Regions from separate parts of the Zea mays genome. Here region 2 is linked to region 1. The links are chromatin contacts, called in public Hi-C maps. All regions are on one chromosome and are shown on one strand. Each heading gives the region's core, a stretch centred on a gene start, on an enhancer-like site or on the middle of the called end of the contact. The rest is flanking DNA. Distances are from core to core; before and after follow the strand shown. Region 1 holds the start of LOC103647134 (long chain base biosynthesis protein 1b). Region 2 overlaps LOC100384780 (Ethanolamine-phosphate cytidylyltransferase).

Region 1 (6,431 bases), core at 1,884-4,383:
AGGTTGGTACTATATGCATATCATTTTTAGAGAGTTGACACATCATGAATTCTGCTATCTACTATCTTACATCATTGCAAATAAAATACATACTGGGTGTTTCTAATTCCTTGTAGAAGGGAACATGACAACCCTTAAGCTGAAAGAGCCCAACATCTTAAACAAATTCATGATCTCCAGGAACATACAACTGAGAAAAATAAAGCCAGCTCATTGCAATAGAGGAACAAGTATTATTTGATAATCATTTCTGTTCCACTTTTTTATATAGTCTATGTCATGTCTCCATGCTTATACTGTCAGTGCCAAATCGAATTTTATAAGGTAAGTTAGCATTTTATTTCAAACCCAACATTATATGGTAAGTGTACTGTCTTAATTGGCACGACCTCTCTGATAAAAGCTTGTGTACCTTTTAATTTTCAAATCACTGGCAATGCAAGCTGCCTGAATGCCAGAAAGCATGGGAAGTCAAAAAGCATTTTATCTGTTTTATTTTAGCACAATGCATTCAAGTTAGAAGAACAAAGAAAGCATAATTTCCCAATTATGAAGTCATTAGTCTGATCTCATTACACAGCATTGGCATGGTTTTCCTCAGTATTTCAATACATAATGGAGCATACCTTTAAGGTGTAGACCGAGGTGGTCGTTGTTTCGCAACAATCACGCGCTCAGGGTCACGTACCTGTTAATGAGATAAATCATATTGCTAGTTAATTTTTTTCATATGCAGAGGAAGCTGGTAGCTACTGTCATTGTTTCTGCATTAGCCAACAATAACATTGGTTCTCTCTTTTGTTGTATCATACCGTAGTTGCTAAGATGATTAAACCTCAGTTTGCAATGCTGTGTCTAGACTCCAGACCTCATGCTGATGCAAAGTTCACAACTTCTTTACCATCAACAATCAACAATCGTATGTGGTCCAACGGCACTGTATAAAAGAAAAATAGAAGGGTTAATTCTGATCCTCAGAAGATCATATATGATGCAATCATAACTACTTAACATGGTAAACGATTATAATCCATACTGCATGAATATTTGTAACACAACCAGAAATGCGTGAAGAAAAATTCTGGTGAATCAAATAATATACACATATAACTGAAGCAGATTTCAGGGGATATTCAGCAAAAAGAATATTCCATATATAGCAGTGTCTTCAAATAGAGCACTGCTCTATCACAAGGGAAGTTCAAGAGCTATTCCTATAACTACAGACTAGGAGAGCATATCATTGATGAAATTGCTGTTTTATTAGTGCAATGCATCCTAAGAAACAACATTACACTGGCTATATACATACAGCAGCACATTTTAGGTGCTTTGATGATCATACTGATATCAGAGAAGAGAGAATACAATCCAAGAAGCATGTAGCCATGTAAGCATTTGGGTAGCAAGGGTAAATGATATTCTATGTGGTTCAAGGTGTCCCTTGCTGGTTAATCACGAGTACATGGTTTAAATGTCATATAATCTAGCGAGTAAATGTTCAAGATTAATAGGTCCCCACACATGGCACTATTAAGTTAAGTGAAACTAGTATAAGAATTGCACCAACACTCCCACAGTTTCAAGAGTGAGACCATCCGGTTAATCCATATATGAAATGATATGTAGGATTACTCATGCAACAACAACCACAATGTACCCTAGGTAACTGTGAACTTACTTTAAGAAAAAAATCCTTTATAGACTGCTAAAGTTCCAACAATGCGTCAACTGCTAGTTTGAACAAAAAATTCTGGTACAACTCCATCAGAAACCAAGTTGTAGTGCAAACCTTTCCAATGTTGGAGCATCTATTGTGGCCCCCTCCTTGATTGGAGGGCATAGCAGCTCTGGCTCCCACTCATCACATAGCTCATCAATCTCCTACAGAGACAAAATGCTGGCATTCAGTGACATGCTTCATGAAGAGACGACAAGAACGATACCTTCCACTATCAAGAATTATCTGGTTCTAGTAGTTACAAACGATAAGAACAGCTGACCTTTTCAGTGAGTGGCTTCTTTGGTGGTTTGTAGCTCTTCCTGGAGAGCTGGAACACTATGACTGCAATAAGAAGCCCTTCCACGACCAAGTGACTTGAAAAATCCCGTGGCCACTGCGTGTGAGACACTAAAACTGCCGACCCATCTTGTGAACACACAAAGAAAGAGGGACTACCATCAATATGGACCCCAAAGACGACTGCGCGGGCAAGGGGGCCATTGAAGGCAGCTGAGACACGGGCGAGCACCGCCGCTGTGGCATTCACACACTGCTAATTAATCTAGGACAGAGTATGCTGTGGCATTCACACACTGCTAATTAATCTAGGACAGAGTATATGGATCCTACACATTGGTGTCACAAACACACGTGGTTCATACCATAGAGCGATGGAGCTCCCAGTCCCAAACCCAAAGGAAGCTGGCACGATTCCCTCACACGGTAGACACAATATCTACAGAAAACATGGCTCATCGTCATAGAGCATCACATCAAAATCCCATGAAATGTTGCGAAAGCAACCATGATTAACGGCTCACCTATTAAACCTAACACCTGACGGGCGCTGCACAAATTTCACTTCTCTTTTCTTCGTCCAACAGACTTCTGAAATCTCTCACCTACAACCACATGTTTGTTGGGGAATGACAGCAAGCTCTGGCCGATGCTGGGGGTAAGCGACCACCAAAGAAACTCGGCCGGCGGCTAGATGAAGTTTGCAGGGGAGCTCGCCATGGAAGAAACCCCTGCGCACAGATCAGAGGGGGGGCGAGCTAGAGCTGGGCGACGCCATGGAGAGGGGCAGGGAGCCGGACACGCCAGGGAGCCGTTACGGCTCGAAGGAGATCGAGCAGGGAGGATAGGGCTAAGCGCGGCTGGGGAAGGAGCGCAGGGGCTGTGCGGTTCGACGAGGCCGTGGCCTGGGTGAGCTCACGGCTGGAGCAGGGACGGCCAAAGGAGAATGGCACTGGCTTGGAATGACCATCGGAACGGCACTGGCCTGGTGCTCCACGGAACGGCAGGGAGGCGGCGGCTTGGGGAGAGAAAGAGACGTGAGGGAGAAGGGAATTTGGGAGGGGCAGCAGGTGTGAGATTTCCAGAGATCTCTTAACAGGACTTTTCCAGAGATTTCTTATCATGAGGAAGGGAGTACGGCTGGAAATAAAAGAACAGAATACAATGGGAGGATAAGGATAACAGATATTTCCACATTTATTTTCTATTTAATTAATACACATTCTTCTCCTCCACGGTTTGCATTTCTAAAACAACAATCTTGATCGTAATATCAGGGCTTAATTTGATTAGATTTTAAATCACAAGAATTTGAATAATTCGAATTTTTAATCAGTCACATGCCAGACTGAATTAGACCGGCACGAGTCATAAAAACATTTTTTATTCGCGCTTCGAACGTTTGATTACTCTGCTGGACAAACAATGCAATTATAAACCTTGTGCACGATCTCTTGAATTCTAATAAATTTGTTTGGGACAAAATCGGAGGACTAGACGAAGTTTCTAAATTTGTATTTGCACAATTAATGGATTTTAAATAATCACCAGATTCACCAATCTCCCGAACAAATTTGTTCAGACCTCGTGAGCAGTTAGAACAGGCCGGATAGACAGAGACGAAAAAGATATCAAAATTTTTGATAGGTGAATATTAGAACCTAGAGACCGTTATTATTGTCGATATTCTGTGCTTAAGTCCATAAGCACAGTTTAACGGGAGGTAAACACCAGGGGTGTTACAGAGCCCATAGGGATTGCAGTTTTAAGAAAGTATACTAGCCGAATTCATTATTTACTACATTTTTTCATAGTACGTTTTACAAAAAAAATATCATATAAAAACGGTTTATATTTAGAAGTATCTAGTATAGCCACTAACATCTAAGACAGTTCTTATAGTCTAGACGACTCTAATAATATCTTTATTTGAGATGGTTTCATATACAAAAGTGTCTAATATACTAACCAGAATCTAAGACAATTCTTGCATTCTTAATGACTCAAAAGGTATATTTATTTAAGACGTTTTTCAATAACAATCTGTCTTAAATCAATATAAGACATTTCTTACGATATAACTGTCTCAAAATACTTCTTTATTAAAGACATATCTCAAACGAACCGTCTTATCTTACTTATCACCATATGATAAACGACGCTTCTATAAAATGCACTGATATCCATCTTAAAATGTGTGTCTTAAATGAGCATATCTCTAGTAGTGCTTGTATTGATACCAACAAGTAGTTCTTTATAAATTTCATCTCTAACTCTGTCGGAGAGGGAATTCTCCGGCCGGGTGGCGGAACGCACCCGCCCTAAATCCTAAGATGAGGAGGGGCCTAAGCGTTTTGCCTGTCAGCTAGATGGACGATGAACACAAGAACACACAAGGGTTTTAGAGTGGTTCGGGCCGCCGGAGCGTAATACCCTACTCCATTATGTGTTGTATTGAGCTTGAGAGCTTGTATGAACTTGTGAGTTTGAGTGAGTGTGTGAGCTTGAGCCTAAGTTGGGTCTGCCTTGTAACGTCGTGTGCGCTCCCTTTTATAGCTCAAGGGGGGCACGTACAAGGGTGCTGAGCCCCGACATGTGGGCCCAGGGGCAAAACAGAGGGAATACATATAGAAGTATCCAATGCTAGTGTCGCCCAGAAGATCTCCGAGCGCCATAATATCTGTAGTCCATATAGTATTAATATATCGCGGCTGCCTCTTCGGTAACGCGCGAGTAATGATGAGCACAGTGTATGCCGCAGCACGGGCGTACTGCCTGCCAACGGAATGAACAGGCACGCCTCTAGAAGGATGGCCTGGTCGCCGCCTGCCAGCGGAGTGGACAGGGCACATTAAATGCTGAGGCGGCACATCGCCTGCCAGTGGAATGGACAGGGCTCATTAAATGCCGAGGCGGCACATCACCTGCCAATGGAATTGACAGGCGGTGTGCCTTATCCGCAATAAATGTAGAGGCCGCTCAGCCCAGAGGCCTTACGTCAGGCTCCGCCCGTTGGCTTACGTCACGGGCAGTAGGCCACGTGGCATCATTGGGTCTCCGCATGAGCGGGGAGCAGAATCGTACACGGTAAGGTCCGGACGTGTGTCGGCTCCGGACCCCCGCCTGATCTTGATTAAGGCCTAGGTATTCTTTGTCCTAGTATCCCGGGACCCTGCTGAGAGTGGCCCGGACCCCACACAGAGGGGTTCGGACCCCATCCTAGGGGTTCGGCTTGCGCCCGCGGAGGTCCCGGACCTTATCCGGAGGTCCGGTCCGCATATATAGGGGTCCGGCACCTTCCCATGGGGGTCCGGACCCACTGTTGATACCTTGGGGTATATCGTCTTCTCTGGCCACGTGGTGGCCCCGGAGTCGTCCACATGGTGGGGTCGGGTGTTGTTTACCACGCGACTAGAGATAGCCGCGCGGGCACCGTGCCTTCATACTGTAGTAAGGGGTACCCCTGTTTCAGGGTACCGACAGTGGCCCCCGGGCCCACCTCAGGGGAGGATACGAGCCTGTAGGTGGGGCCAAAGCTTGATTGGCGATTGGCGCGCCGCTTCCGTGTGCTTGCTGACGTAATCACTGCCAGCCCGCCTTCGGTCACGCCAACTGCCACGTCTATCCCCGCGGCTGACTGACCCGCGGCCCCCACGCATGATGGTTTCGCCGGGCCACGCGCAAGGCGCCTCGATACTGCTGCATCAGTTTAAAAATTTACCTTCTCTGTCTTCTGCGGCGACCCCGAGGAGGCGTGTCACTGGCGCGAGCGGCGGTTCGCTCTTTTTGCACTCAGAAACCAACGCCTGAGGAGTATGACTCGTGGGCCCAGGCCCCCGTGTCAGTGACTGGGCTGTTGTTTTCGGCGGAGATGAAGAGGCGCACTACCGTGGGCGGCGGTTCGCTCCTCGCGTGGCGGTTCACCTTCTTCGCACCCGGAGTCCCGCACATCGGCTGTATGACTTGTGGGCCTAGGCCCCCGTGTCATAGGCTGGGCTGCTTTGGTGCGCGTTGGGCAAGATTTCCTGCGGCGTCTCGGGGCGCGAGCGGGAGAGCCTTCCTTGAAAAGGGATTCACCCCGTGTGCAGCAGTTACGCTTTCGCATTCTCTCCAACTGCTACGCCCTTTCGCCTTCGAGCTCTCTGCGCCCCATTGCATTTGCGCTCCTCTGCTTTCCGCCGCCGCTGGCACCATGACTTCGCTTGGCCAACCCGACCACTTCCAGACCAAGGCGACGCTTAATGTGGTGCGCCACCTGCTTGGATGGAGCGCGCCGGCGCTCGCCGGGAGGATCCGCGCTGGCGCCGTTCCCCTCGGTGACCTCGCCGTCGGGGAGTTCGTTTTGTTCACTTCCTACATCTCCTGCGGGTTGGCGTTGCCGATCTCGCCTTTCTTCCTGTTGTTGTTGGAG
Region 2 (6,949 bases), core at 350-2,849, 390 kb after region 1:
GGAAAAGCTGGGCATTGTACACCAATACATGTGCCATCAGTGTCCTGAGGTTATCCACACAATTAGAAGGAGCATACTATTTAGATATTGTAAGGTTAATAATTAAGCCCTCTTATGTATTGATAGATGCTAGGTAAATGACCATGTGATGCAATTGACGTTATGGCTCTGTTTTTGTGTCCTGAATTCTCCAGCTTCCATTTGTCGTGTGCAGATTACCACATTCAATATTTCGTTAGTTGTTCATGGAACTATTGCTGAAAACATGGACTTTACGGAGGTAATTAAGTTTTATTTATAAGAACCATTTGTTTACTTGAACAAGCAAATGTTGCAACATTGATAACTAACTGTTCCTATTGCATTTTTTTTAGGATGATTTACACCCATATGCTGTTCCAATGGCTATGGGCATTTACCGCCGACTGGAGAGTCCCTTGGATATCACTACAAGTACTATCATCAGGAGGATTGTTGCTAACCACGAAGCCTACCAGGTAATCGCTGCGATCTGATGGTTATGGGTCCTTTATATGCAGCAGCATGCAGTATGTTGCACAGTGTACATGTTCGCAGTTACACGCATCCGTTGATTTTTTGTCGTCTACATATCTCAATGAATGTGCGTGCATATTAATTTTTTTGCTGATATTGTGGCGATGCATCATTAACTGCTTGAGCAAAGGCAGCCTTGCATGTCAGCACGTGTCATTAAATAATGTCTGTTTTCTTGGGACCAATCCCCCCCTTTACTATATTACACGCCTGGCAACGTGTTCTTCGGTGTGGGGCTGTTGCCGTTTCATTTATTTATTATTCTGGTCCATTGATCTGGTGGTGTCTGTATTCACTTTCGCTGTGTCCATGTGCGATTCTGCAGAAGCGGAACGAGAAGAAGGAAGCAAGCGAGAAGAAGTACTACGAGAGTAAAAGCTTCGTCAACGGGGAGTGAAGTTACGAGTAGCAGAACTTGGATGAAGATTGCTGCCTAGACCGTTTAGCAACTGCAACAGTTGGGCGATCTACAGACTACAGCCGTACCTTTTCTTCGGTATCTTTGATGTTCCGCTGACATAGCTTAGGAAGCATGAGCAAAAATGACTAGGCAGAGGAGATGGCGAGTCTAGGAGCATTTCCATCGTTTCCCTAGCGTCTTCAGCCAATTCCCTGCCCCCGCTGTATTGTATGTATATGCGCCTTCCAGCTGAGTTGCATTTGAGATCTATAGGCTTTTCCACCCATTGAAACTATGCGCCACAGTATGAAAACCCTGAATGTTAGCGTGGTTGACAACTATTCGCTGCTGGTGTTTCTTTCCCGTATGCGCTGGCAGGCAGTCATTTTCTTGAAAATCTGGTTGGGTTCCGCTGTGTTGCTGAACTTGAATGAACACATGGACTGTCCGGTGTCGGCGATGGCAACAGCGACTGATGGTACACCTGGACGGCTGTCCGGCCGGCTGGCTGGCTGGATGAAACGAACGTGGGTTGGTGACACGTTGGGATCTGATGATACGATATGGATCTGTGAATTAACTGCTGACAGATGGTTGCCGCCGATCTGCTGCACCTTGTCGCGGATGGAAAGAGATGTGCTACCTGTGATCCGCGCGCACATCTGTTGCTGGGCCTGCTCGTGCCTGCTCTCTTGTGAGCAGCATTTACTGTAGTCTGTCCACTGGACGCTGACGGGTTTGCTTCGCCAGCAGACATTTGTTTTCGCCTTGATCTTGGATTAGAACGCTCGCGTCCTGGTTTTCGGAGTGCTTCTTCATCGTCCGACTCACGCGTGGCCACGGTTGAGTCGATAGGCTCCGCCTCCGTTTGTTTCTTCTGTTTGGGTAATCGTTTGTCGTTTCCCTTGGGAAGGTACAGAGTATTGCACCCTCGTCCCGCACCTTCCCTCCTCTTTCCCAACAGCATTCGTATAGATAAACCAAAGATAAGGAGTAGCAATCTGACGAAAAATGAACCCACACGGCCACACATATGTATCAATTGTGTGTTCGTTCGCTGTTTCGACGAGCGACTGAACGTCCAGTCAATCAAAGGCTCTCCGCCTGATCCTTGCATGTGCTTTCGCCCGTCCTGCGTGCTAGCTAAAGGCCTTTTTTTTCACTTTGATCAGCAACAGCACGGCCCTAACCAACTTCGCTTTGCTCCTTGACACTGCTGCTGCAGGCTGCAGCAATATGATCACAGTAGCAGTGGGTACCGTGCCGGTGGTAAATTATGCGCCCGGCCTGTGGATGGACCTAAAAGACAGAGAAAGAAAGGTGACATACATGACAGGCGCTAACTGTATTCTACAGGGCCTGCACATGATGCAGTGCAATGCAGCTTTCTTTTCTCTATCTCTCTCTCTTCAATTCGGCGCCGATGGTAGCTAGCTTTTGCTAGTTCCAAGGTAGCAGAAGATCTTGATCAGCCCGCTGCCTGCCGAGATCTCCTTTGCCTTTGTTTTGTTTTGTTTTGCTTTGCTTTGCTTTCCACCATGGGCAGGGCAGGGAGAAGCACCCGTGTGCACAGTTGCATTGCACATGCGTGCATGGGCAAATGGCGAGACGCCCACGCCACCCTACCCCTGGGGGTGTACGTACCATCGTTATGTGGCCGGTTGGCAGATACTTACGTCCCAACCCAGTTATCACCTGAGTCTGAGAGTGTGCGTGCGCCCGGCCTCGACACCACCGCGCCGCCGCCACGCTCGCCGGCGACGACCCTCCATGCATGCCACCGCGCGTCCCACGCCACCTGCGCACCGTCGCCTCGTCCCACGCCGGGCTGCTGTCTCAGGCCCCTTCCAGAATCCAGAGGAGCATCGAGAGCAATTACTCGCTGCGCCCATGGATGGAACACTATGCATGCATACATACACTAGATTACACAATAAACCCTATATTTAAAGATTAGGTTAAAGCAATCATAAATCTTAAATTTTAAAATTAAGTTAAAAATATTCATAAACTATAATATTAAATAGATGAAAAGCTATATTAATAGTTTTATAAAATATAGTGTAGACATGAAAACGAGATTTATCTAACAGACCTTCTAAGAAATATACTCCCTGGATATACTGTCTATCAACACTAATACTACTGCATCTGTACATGTTTTTAGAGAGAGCGTGCCTTATATCATGGGATAAGACTAAAAAGTAGTTACACCTTATATCGATGTCTTGACTTAATAGTTAATACTACACCCAACAGTCTACCATCCAGTGGCATCTCACAAGCCACATCCGTTGAAGACTTTGAGCGATCAAATATTGGATTGTCGATTTTATGATTGTATTGTTCGTTCAACAGGCCATTCCAAAACTTTGTTAGATAGTTCCTGAGGCAATAGGCCTAAACACATAAAAATCATAAACTACATGACAATTAATACAATATTCTTTCTATATTAATTTTTTAGATATTTTCTCCTCTTTATATATATATATATATATATATATATATATATATATATATATATATATATATATATATATATATATATATATATATATATATATATATATATATATATACCGATAGTATATCGGTGAGGCCAAACTCTCTGGCCCTGTGTGGAAGCGCATTATTTTTGCAGTTTCGAAGTGATACTATGGTGTTTAATTATACTGTCATATTGGAAACCAAAATGTGTTTAGTTGGCACATTCAAAACACAGTGTTGGCGCCTTTTGGATCAAACACTAACGATCCCGAGATCACCCTCGTAGTGAGTCCATGGTTTGGAGATTATTCCTAGGTCCCACCCAGGAGGAGTCGGGACCTTGGAGAGTGAGGTAGTAGATAAGATGTAAGACAAATACCACCACCTGCAATGTAGCCTTGAACTCGACCTTTATTTCTGCTTTACAAGATACCACCTCTATGATGGTCACCACCTATTTTGGGCCAAACAGCAACAAATCCTAGAGCTTCTCGTGATGAGCAATACCTTGGATTCAGCTCTGTGAGGTGGACGACGTCATGGACGGTCTGCGGCAGGGGACCGGACCGTCCTCGATCCCTCTACGGGAGCGGGTCTTCCTAGATGATCTGGACCTTGGGTCGAACTGTCCACGATGGCGTAGAGGGTCGTCTTCTCCGCGAAAAACACTAGAACTCATTCCGGGAGAGATCCCGTCGAGGGGGAGAGTTCCAAGGCATGCCCCGGGATCAGCAGGCCACCCGAGGTGTCTCTGGTCGGCGTATAGTCGAAGAGAGATAGTTGTGGCAGGCCACAAATAGATTTAAACTAAAAGGTAAATGGAGGTAAATAGATTGGTTCGATTAGAATGTGTTCGGAGGTTCTCAATCGGTCGTACCCCTTTATATTTATAGGGAATGAGGTATGGACATGTTTCTAGTCGATAGCCCACAGATCCCACGTGATTAGATGGATAACCACACACGAGATAAGGATGATCGTCCGAGTGTGAATCATCTAGGCCCCTAAGTGGTGTTTTGGTAATTAATGACAACCGATTATGGATTAACAATTCTTGGAGAAGTAAGAATGCAGGATTGGACCACATGAAACAGTAAAGTCTTTGAGACTTATAACCATTGATTGTGGATCAAGTGAAGGCAAATGTAAAATGTAGGTTTTATTTTTTTGCCGGTCAGCGGGTGTTTAGAGAAGAAATTGACCGGATTAATAGGATAGATAGTCGTACTATTAAGAGGGGTCAATGAACTTGATCGGTGTAAAACTTAGTGCCTCATAGAGCATAAACAGTTGCATTTGCATGAGGGCTAAAAACGCTTCGTTTTTCAAAATACAAAATCTTTTGAAAAGCGCAAAATATCAACTCTGTGGTCGACGGACCGTCTGGGCCAGGAGGCCGGACCATCCGTGACTCTGCCAGAGAAGTCTGCTGGCGCCCTGTCTCTGTCTCCCTTCGCGGACCGTTCGAGCCAGGAGGCCGGACCGTCCGCATAAACCAAGTTGAGTTCGGACAGGGACAATGTGTTTTTGAGTCCTTGCACTACAGACCATCCAGGGTTTTTAGCCAGACGGTAAGTGGTCCATGTGCGGACCATCCGACCATGAATGGCGGACAGTCCGCTCGAGTTGTTTTAACTGGCCAGTGCTCTGGTATTCCAAGTTGATATGTCCCGGACCGTCCGGCCCAGGAGGGCAGACCGTTTGGGCTTAACTTTTTCTGACAGCACTGACAGACAGCACTGACAGGTTTCAAACGGTCTTTATAGTCGTTACTGGTACGGCGGACCGTCCGCGTGTGCACAGAAGTTGTGCTAGTTGCACATAACGCCTAGGTTTGAGTTGTCGGCTATAAATATAAGTGGAGCTCGTGTGTGAGGGCTCTCTTGGCCACTCCTAGCATACATTGAGCTCATTTGTGATCCTCTAATTCAAACTCTCACACTCGTTGCTTGAGATCGCATTCTAGTGAGTGATTGAGAAGTTCTAGTGCATTTGCATCCTTTGTGATCATTTGAGGTACTAGGTGGTACACCATGCAAGCGTAATCAACTTGTTACTCTTGGAGGTTTCCGCCTCCTAGACGGCTCAGGTGTTGTCTCCATCGAGCTCTCCATGAAGATTGCGGAGGAGCCGCGGTGTTGATTGTGAGGGTTTCACGCCCACCTCGCCGGAGTGGCAAAGGCGACACTAGTGGAATCGAGGTATTGAGTGAGTTCTTGTCCACTTGGCTCAAAGATCAAGCCGTGTGTTGATAGAGGAGCAAGTGAGAGCTTGAATTCCACCTCAACGTGAATTAGGGGTGATAGGCAAATCACCGATACCATGTGATAAATTTCGGTGTCATTCTCTCACCTTTTACTCATTACTTGCAAGTAGTTAGTAATTTGTGTATTGTCTATCTTTTGTTGCCTAAACATCTAAAGCTATGAATGTATTCTATGATGCTTTAGACATAAATGAGTTCAACCGCATAAAAAATCTCACAACCGCTCTTGAGATTTGGACAAAGCTAATGGAAATTAATGAAGGAACTACAATTGTGAAGAGTGCTAAGTTGTATGTATGCAAAGGAAAGTTTGAGCAATTTCTCATGAAGGAGGATGAAAGTGTGTTTGACATGTTTAACCGGTTAAATGAGATAGTGAATGAGCTTAAGGGACTTGGTTTTAATGTACCGGATGTGGATTTCACTCACAAGTTCCTTAGATCTCTCATAGAGAAATATGACACTATTGTGACCATGCTAGTAAGGAGTGTTTTGACCACTACCTCTCCAACCAAAGTATTGGGAGAAATTGTCACTCAAGACATATTCAATAAATCTCAAGCCGAAGCTATGAGTTTGGCTAAAAAGGTGAAAGGGGAATCAATAGCTCTCAAAGCTAAAGTTTCAAAGGAAATTGAAAAGGAAGAAAGTGAAGATGAAGGAAATGGAAGTGAAAGTAATGAAGAATTGGCTCTCTTTGTGAAGAAATTTAACAAATTCATGAGAAAAAAGAAGGGTCAACCTAGATAGGGACAAACATCAAGAAGAAATGCTTTCAATGATAGAAAATGTTTTGAGTGTGGGGAACCCGGTCACATTGCCATGAATTGTCCAAGCAAGAAGAACAAGGGCAAGGATGGAGATGATAAAAAGAAGACGAAGTTCTATCACAAGAAGAAGGATGGCAAGGCCTATCTAGTTGAATGGGATTCGGATGCAAGCTCGGATGGTGATGATGATGATTCTTCATCCAAACTAAATGTCGTAATTGCTATCAAGGAGGCTCCCTCACTTTTCTCATGTCCTCATTGTCTCATGGCAAAAGGTGATGCTAAGGTAAAAATATAACCGATTTAAATGATATAGATGATGATGATATTGATGATCTTGATGATGACGGATATTCCTATGATGATCTTGTTAGAATGTTGGGTGAGGTCGATGACTACATGCACAAAGAAAAAGAAAAGTTTAGGACCTTGAAGGAATTATACAAAAACCTTCAAGTGTCTTTTGAG

The links. Hi-C and Micro-C count contacts between places; a contact is called where the count stands out from the background.
Region 2: a Hi-C map of leaf shows a contact between it and region 1, with 6 times the contacts expected there. The contact joins the enhancer-like site here to the promoter of LOC103647134 in region 1. A contact is called at or near these places in 2 of 25 Hi-C or Micro-C datasets (leaf and tassel).

Annotation. Positions count from the first base shown.
Region 1 is chr2:154,573,961-154,580,391 of Zm-B73-REFERENCE-NAM-5.0, forward strand. It overlaps LOC103647134 (long chain base biosynthesis protein 1b), which reads right to left and starts at 3,134. Exons shown (of 7, transcript XR_002749961.2): 1 at 2,545-3,134; 2 at 2,386-2,459; 3 at 2,004-2,149; 4 at 1,793-1,884; 5 at 813-937; 6 at 627-688.
Region 2 is chr2:154,969,937-154,976,885 of Zm-B73-REFERENCE-NAM-5.0, forward strand. LOC100384780 (Ethanolamine-phosphate cytidylyltransferase) reads left to right here. Exons shown (of 9, transcript NM_001177232.1): 7 at 215-280; 8 at 375-497; 9 at 881-1,295. The coding sequence ends at 952. Among protein-coding and RNA genes, the nearest start is that of LOC118476372, 14 kb to the left of the region's middle. Within about 2 kb of position 1,600, at least 19 of the 20 cell types and tissues checked have an H3K27ac peak or open chromatin away from gene starts, as enhancers often do. A contact at or near this core is called in leaf and tassel, where this site is marked.